Regions from separate parts of the Danio rerio genome. Here region 1 is linked to region 2. A link is a contact called in public Micro-C data. All regions are on one chromosome and are shown on one strand. The core of a region is the stretch at or near the end of the contact, and the rest is flanking DNA. Distances in the headings are between cores, read along the strand shown.

Region 1 (3,393 bases), core at 605-3,104, 220 kb before region 2:
CAAACATGCAAGCACCTTAATCAAACAATTACCGTCATGTAGGATTTACACCGCATTTTGCGACAGGATATTCCATATACACACGGCCATTTGACACTATTCTCTTTGTTTCCAAAAGTAATTTATTTTTACTTTTTTATAAGAAAAAAAGTCGGTTTCAGGCAATGTGTGTTTTAATTTCAGTTGTTCAACATTGATGTTCAATAAATAATCATAAATAGAAGATAATGTGCGTTTCCTTTGATTATTTTAAACTCAAGTAATGCACCCTTCATTCAAAATTCTCTAACTTGCAACATGTGAGCATATTTACTGTACAAAACCTCTCAGTGAAAAACAAACAAATTAAAAAAAAAAAAAAAAAAAGAACAGTTCAACAATCGAGTAAAAATGTTCAGTTAATCGGGATTTGAATTTTAGGCCAAATCGCCCAGCCATAGACAGTGCTAGAATTTTGATTAAAAAAAAATAAAAATAAATAAATATATAAAAAAAAAATCTAAATAAATAAATTTCAGTTTTGATGCTTACTCAACCTTAAATTTAGGTTGCCCAATTAATCAACCTTAAATAGATATCACCTTGCTATATTTAATTCATATTAGGGTATGTGTGTTGTTAAAGGTTAACGCATATTTAAAAGTTCAAAACTCAATACGAAAACAATGTTGCATGCTAACATGATGCTTTTTTACCCTGAATGATATAGAATTGCTAATAAACATAATCAGCTTAAATATGCCTATGTTTATCGAGCTTCTGATGTTGGTGTTTCCAGATGAACTTGAATTGAATCATTGCCCGTCTGTTAGTGCGCAAGACCGTGTCTGCTTGGAGAATGGTATTTAAATCTAGTTGTGTCACAGTTATGGCAATATTACATTTGATTACAAAGTTTGTTTTAGTTTCTTCTAGTTAATGTGTCCGATAGCGTATACATTCTCTGTCAGGCACAAGTAAATATAAACTGGGTACCGCTCAAATCCAAGTAAACAACCTAACTTCACACGATCCCTCACTAGATATTGATAATGCATACAAAGTAAACTTGCTATGTTTTGAGGCGGTCATTACACTTTACTGCAAGATCAATCACCCTCAAAAATTCCGTCAATTTATTAAGCACACACGGTCGTGCAGGAATTTAGTAGATTTGCGGGTTATGCTCCTCGTAAATAGGTCTTGGCAGATAACTAGGTTTCGAGAGACAACCATTACTTCGTAACGGATTTTAAAAAGTGAGGCTGAAGTCTTAATCACATCTACATCTAGCCCTTCCACGAGGTTTACAAAACCTCGCTGCATCGCGTATTACCCACTTTTAAGTCTGCTCAGCATGAAAATGAGCTTGTTTAGTTGCGCGACACATGCAACGCACACATGCTAATGCTAACCCAGCTAAGTATTAGCTCACTGGTGATACATTCACGGAAAATTACTTAAGTACCCGATATGTCCAAACCATCCCTGTACAGAAAACACATACGTTATATTTATCAGCTTACACTACATTAAGTTGTGTTGTTGTTTTTATTTCGTTGTTTGTTTGTTTTTGGCTTATTTTAGAGAACTTTAAATAACAAAAATATTTAACGCACATTAGCCGTGGCCATTCACAATGAAGAGAATATGATTTATGACTTCAACAATAACCCGTGTTCATTCCACCTGAATAAAAGGTAAATGTATTTATTACAATCCACACTTCCTATTTGATTAATAAACTCATACTCACAACTCATTTCTGCCGGATTTGTCCCAGTTTTTTAACCAGTCAAACGGGAGGATCAGCGCCGCCATCTTCCTCCACACTCTCAGATGAAGCAGCCGTAGCGCGCGCCGGATGTTTAGCACACACAGTTGAGCGCGTCAAAGCAGTATTTAATAATGGAGTATTTGAACTGTTTTAGTTCCTTAATTTCATTATTATATCGTTTAATATATCAAATTATTTCTCTTTCAGTGTATAGAACTAAAATCCTAATGTATGTTTATTTATTTAGAGAAAGGGGATAATACATCTTTTAGAGACAATTCCTGCGCGTTTAAGTTCTGCTTTATTCTAGCATCTTAAACTGGGCTTTGATGTGTTTTTGTAATTAGTTTTTTTATTGTACAGTAATTTTTATTTGCAAGCCTTATTTGTATATAAATTCTCAACAAAGGATTTTAAATGATATATGTTGGCGAAACCTTTATACTGAAAATAATGAAGAAGCTGTCGTTGCTTTGGACTTTTCTTTTGTAATGTTAATGTCCTGGGCGCTTCCCTTTCCGCATCGCAACTGTCGTGGCCACAGTGGTAGCCTACAAAAATGTTGCATAAACTATTAATAGTTGTTTTCCTCGTTGTTTGTCTACATGACATGCGATTAAATGGGCAGAAAAAGAAGGAAGTAAGTGTATTTGCAAATGCTTTTATTATTATTTTTTTTTTAACAATCGAGATCACTGGGTACTCAATTGATCTTATGACTAACGTAACGTTAGCTTCGCTCTTTTTCAAAAGCACATTGAAGTCAAAAAGGCATAATTGTTCCCATTTAAGAACAATTCAAGACGTGTGTAAATTACTAAAAAAATAGTTACTGATCAGTGTTTGTCGGATGTCGGATAAAGTGACACAAGTGGCCCTGTATGCAAATTGCACTGAACTTCCTGCTGTAACATTACGCCAAACCTATCATCTAAGTAATCTGTGGCGTTCGTCTTGGTATGCTTATGACATAGACCATAAATATGATAGTTGAGCCATATTGCTTGCTTTATCACAAACATTATAATTTTTTTGGAACAATTCCCTTTTCGTTAATGATTCATTGCTCCTTTAAAGTGGTGGTTCAGGGTGTATTTTTAAGGCTTGATTGTGTTTATGGGGTGCAAAGCAATGTGTGCTCATGCTTCGTTTGTAACAAAAAAATCTGGTTATTTTTTCATTTATCTTACTTTGATTATGTACTGCTACTCAGCTAGCATGAAATTGACTATAATATTTCCTAGTTCCTCCGAAGGCCCGCCCTCAAAAGGCTATGACTGGTCAGCTAACACGATGTGCTGTGATTTGTGGATTGGCTCCACCTCACCAGGAAGTGTCACGCCTTTACTAGCACGTAATTTGCCTTTGCTGTGTAAACATTAGAGCTGCGTCCCAATGGAACACTATGCAATATGCACATATGCACGTACACACTCAACAGCACAGTATATGTATGTAGTGTCGTTCCAAATGGAACACTTATGTTTTTTACTAAGTGGAAATCCAAACCGTTTCCCTGATGACGTTTCACGGTTGCCAAATTAGTGAAATAAACGACCAAAGTACCAAGTAATACCTGCCATGAGTATAACCTGATTCACCATTGGGAAGCGCTATCCGCTTGTTAAGTGGTGACG
Region 2 (3,750 bases), core at 847-3,346:
CGAATTTATGTTTTGAATTTTTACTGCAAATGTCACATCCATGACGCTGGAATCAGCCATATATATATATATATATATATATATATATATATATATATATATATATATATATATATATATATATATATATATATATACACACATACATACATACATACATACATACACATATATACATACACACACACACACACACATAATCAATTCCAGCGGTATGGATGTGACATTTGCAGTAAAAACTTTAAACTTAAATTCAGAGAAAATATGTTAACATTATATTGAAAAATCTGTTTATATAGTCCAAAACAACTAACCACAGAGTGATGAAATCACAAAAATATCAATCTGTAAAAACTTTTTATATTTCAAATGAGGAAAATAAACATGTGTTACTGATGTGACGAAAAAGGTATTCAAGTTTACAGCAAACAACACACGTAGAAATTCTGTGAATGAAACCCAAGAGAAACAACGCTAATAAAAAGGAAAAGAGTTGACTCTCTATAGAACAAACATGATTGATTTTATTTTATTTTACACTTTTACATTTCTGAGGTAAAAGTTTCGTTATGGATGTGACTGATGTGAAATTGGCACTTGTGTGACTTTGCTAAATGAAATATAATACTTTGAAAACATTGACGTAGACATTTTTGAGTAGGTTTTTTTGTACACCAAAAATGTACAAACGGTTTTGCTACTTTGGTTGAAGCTTAAATTTTTTTCATGGCAAGGTTGACATTTGCATGGAATTCTCTCACACACACACATTAATTTAGAAATTTTATTGAACTTTTGACTAGTATTAGATGAGTCAAACAGACGTGATGTGAACAAATTTGAAAAAATGTTTAAAAACAGACTAAATATTCTAAATATTTAAAATAGACTACCTAATAAAAGTAGACAGGGTTAATATATTGGTAGTTTAAAATCACTAAATATTCCAGAAATATGATATCTAATTTTAGATTAAATTTAATTCTCAGGTGAAATAATAAATATTAGCAACTCCAAATACCTAATTTGGTTTAAGTGTCTATTCTTAGTTATTTTAAATGTACAAAACTGAACATGAAGGCAAAGTCTTAAGTTGCTGATACGGAAGTGAGGTTTTGCAGACTCAGCTGCTAAGTTACCTCAACAGTCACTAAGTTACTTCAACACCCCATACACCCAACACAATTCATACGACGCTAAAGTACACGTTACGCTTTCAATACTTACAATTAGTATTCGTTAATTGTACGTTGAAACTAGTGTCATAATAACGTAACTCAATTCGTATAACTTAATTGCTTACTGTTTTACTGCTGTACGTTAGTGCAAGGATGAATGACACTAAAAAAACAGACCAAACAAATGCACATTAAAACTTTTCATAACGCCACTTTCAAAAGTGAAATTGATCATGATGACGATAATGTCAAACATGGCTGTTTCATGACGTTTTGATGCGTGGGTTGGGGGGTCCTGCGCGCCAATACAGTAAGTATTTTCTGTATTTTACTCATGCGTAATAAACTTTAATAAGCAACTAAACATCACATGAAAAAAAAAGTAAATTAAGCTCTAACGCGAAGACATAACTTATCAAATAAGTTTCAAGTATTTCTCACCGCCTCTGAAAGCCTTGCACCCCTCCGACTGGAGTTCAAAATCGCGTTCAAGTGAACTCAGACGCTGTGACCTTAGAAAGACACTGTAAACACAATTTCAAAATAAAAGTCCAGTAGTTATGAACATTTTTTTTTTAACTTCAACTTTAAGTTCATGTATGTAATGTATTTATAATCCGTTTTTGGTCAAAAACGTAATGGGATAATCAACTGGTAAAGCCCGACTTAAGATGCAGTAATGTAATTTTTCTAGTCAAACGTAACGTCACAACGACAACGTTACATTAAAGCGGCTAAATTTTAGCTGAACTAAGTTGACAGTTCATTAATTTTTTTACACTGAAGTGTTGGTAAACCTATTACGTCTTAATGTCTGTATTTGTTTCAAGGACAAAACTACTTTATTTTGAGGCTCCAGAAAACGATACTAGGTAAAACATGTACATCAAAACCAAGTAAACTTACTTTGCCCTCCTGCTCCTCAGATCAGTGAAGATGGTGTGTCATCGTATCTTACTGAAACAAAAGCGAAAGCAAGCAACAGTCCCGGAGGAGTTTCACATTAAGGATAATGAGGTAATGGAAAAAAAGTCTACAATGTGTATGTTAAAGACAACTGGGACAATTGGATTGGCTACTTGGTTGTAAATAAATATATGCATTACATTTCCTATTTATAATAAATATCTACTTGCTGCCAGCCAGTGGCGGTTCTAGACCAGAGTAACTGGAGGGGCCAGGCAGGGATCACTTGTACTTTTAGGAGGCACACTTTTAACATACATCACAAACTACTTAAACAATTATTTAAATAAGATAATACATTTTTAAAACTCAAAATTAACTTATTTGACAAGTAACTTTGTATTGTAGGATAAGACAGTTTTAACATTCAAGTTCAAGGCACATTTTCGCACCTGTAATCTTTAAAAGACAGAATTGAAGTATTTTTTTTTTTGCCCACCCATTAATTTAAGATGTTTTTCATGTGATCTTTAACAAACCAAGGAAATCTTCACAGTATTTCCTATAAAACAAAAAATAATTCTTCTGGAGTCACAAGTCCTATTTCTTATATTTCTTGAATAAAAGCAGTTTCTAATAAAAAAAATAATAAGGTCAGTTTTATTAGCCTAAGAAATATTTACTTTATATTTTTGATTGTCTACGCAAAAAACTAGTTATACAATAACTCGACCAATTATTCCAACTGTCCTAATAAACAAGTCTTTAAATTACATTTTAATCTAAATCAAAGGCTTCAGAATAAAGGCACTTTGTCAGTATACAACTATCTTGCAAAATAACTAACTGTGGGTAAAGATAAAAAAAAAAAAAGTTATTAGAAGTTAAACTATTATATCTATGATATTTGTTTACAATCCAGAGTATGAAAAAAAGATACACAAGAAAAAAAACAAAAATAAAGAACATGACAAACTTGAGGCTAAGACATTTAAGAATTAATTACATAGTATGAATTAGTCATTCCAAAATAAAATGGTTCTGTTTGCTTTTATATTTTCAGATGATTAAATTAAATGTAAATAATGACTAAATTCTTGCAAAAAAAAAAAAAAAAGTTTTTTTGGTGGTTTGGTATTAGCAAATTTGTATTTGTGAATATGGACTTTAAAGAAAATACATTAAATTTATGACAAAACAAGCATTAATAGAGGCAGATTCAAAACCAAAAATAATTTCTTTAAAAGTAACATCTTGCAGTGTATTATCATTAATAAATGAGCCAATATGTTTAAAATAATTGTACAGCATAATTACAATCCCAAAATATAAAGTTCCTGTATGAAATTGACAAAATGAACCTTTTACATTAATTTTAGAATTAAGCTTTTTTAAAATTGTTTATTATAATAAAATTTGATTAAAAGACAATTTTTTCTCCATTTCAAATCACTAAATATTTTTTTCCAAGATATTACTGGAAGCAAAGTGACAACCTTTTCAATTTTTGTAATTTCTATCTTTTTTATTAGAAAAACTAATTTTATCTATAAACGTCTCTTTCGCTGGTTTCGCTGGCAACAGAAATGGTGAGTTAGGTTGTAATAACTTCTAAAACCCTTTTACATCACAATACAAACAAAAATAACAATCATGAGATTGTAAA

Evidence for each region. Hi-C and Micro-C count contacts between places; a contact is called where the count stands out from the background.
Region 1: a contact with region 2 is called in a Micro-C map of caudal fin, with 7 times the contacts expected there. The contact joins the promoter of thoc2 here to the promoter of rhogd in region 2. A contact is called at or near these places in 2 of 18 Hi-C or Micro-C datasets (caudal fin and hematopoietic stem cells).

Annotation. Positions count from the first base shown.
Region 1 is chr14:12,951,095-12,954,487 of GRCz12tu, reverse strand. It overlaps thoc2 (THO complex 2), which reads right to left and starts at 1,854. Exons shown (of 37, transcript NM_001326547.1): 1 at 1,736-1,854. The coding sequence starts at 1,800. magt1 (magnesium transporter 1) reads left to right here and starts at 2,279. Exons shown (of 10, transcript NM_199700.1): 1 at 2,279-2,396. The coding sequence starts at 2,316.
Region 2 is chr14:12,728,933-12,732,682 of GRCz12tu, reverse strand. It overlaps rhogd (ras homolog gene family, member Gd), which reads right to left and starts at 2,096. Exons shown (of 2, transcript NM_200680.2): 1 at 2,085-2,096.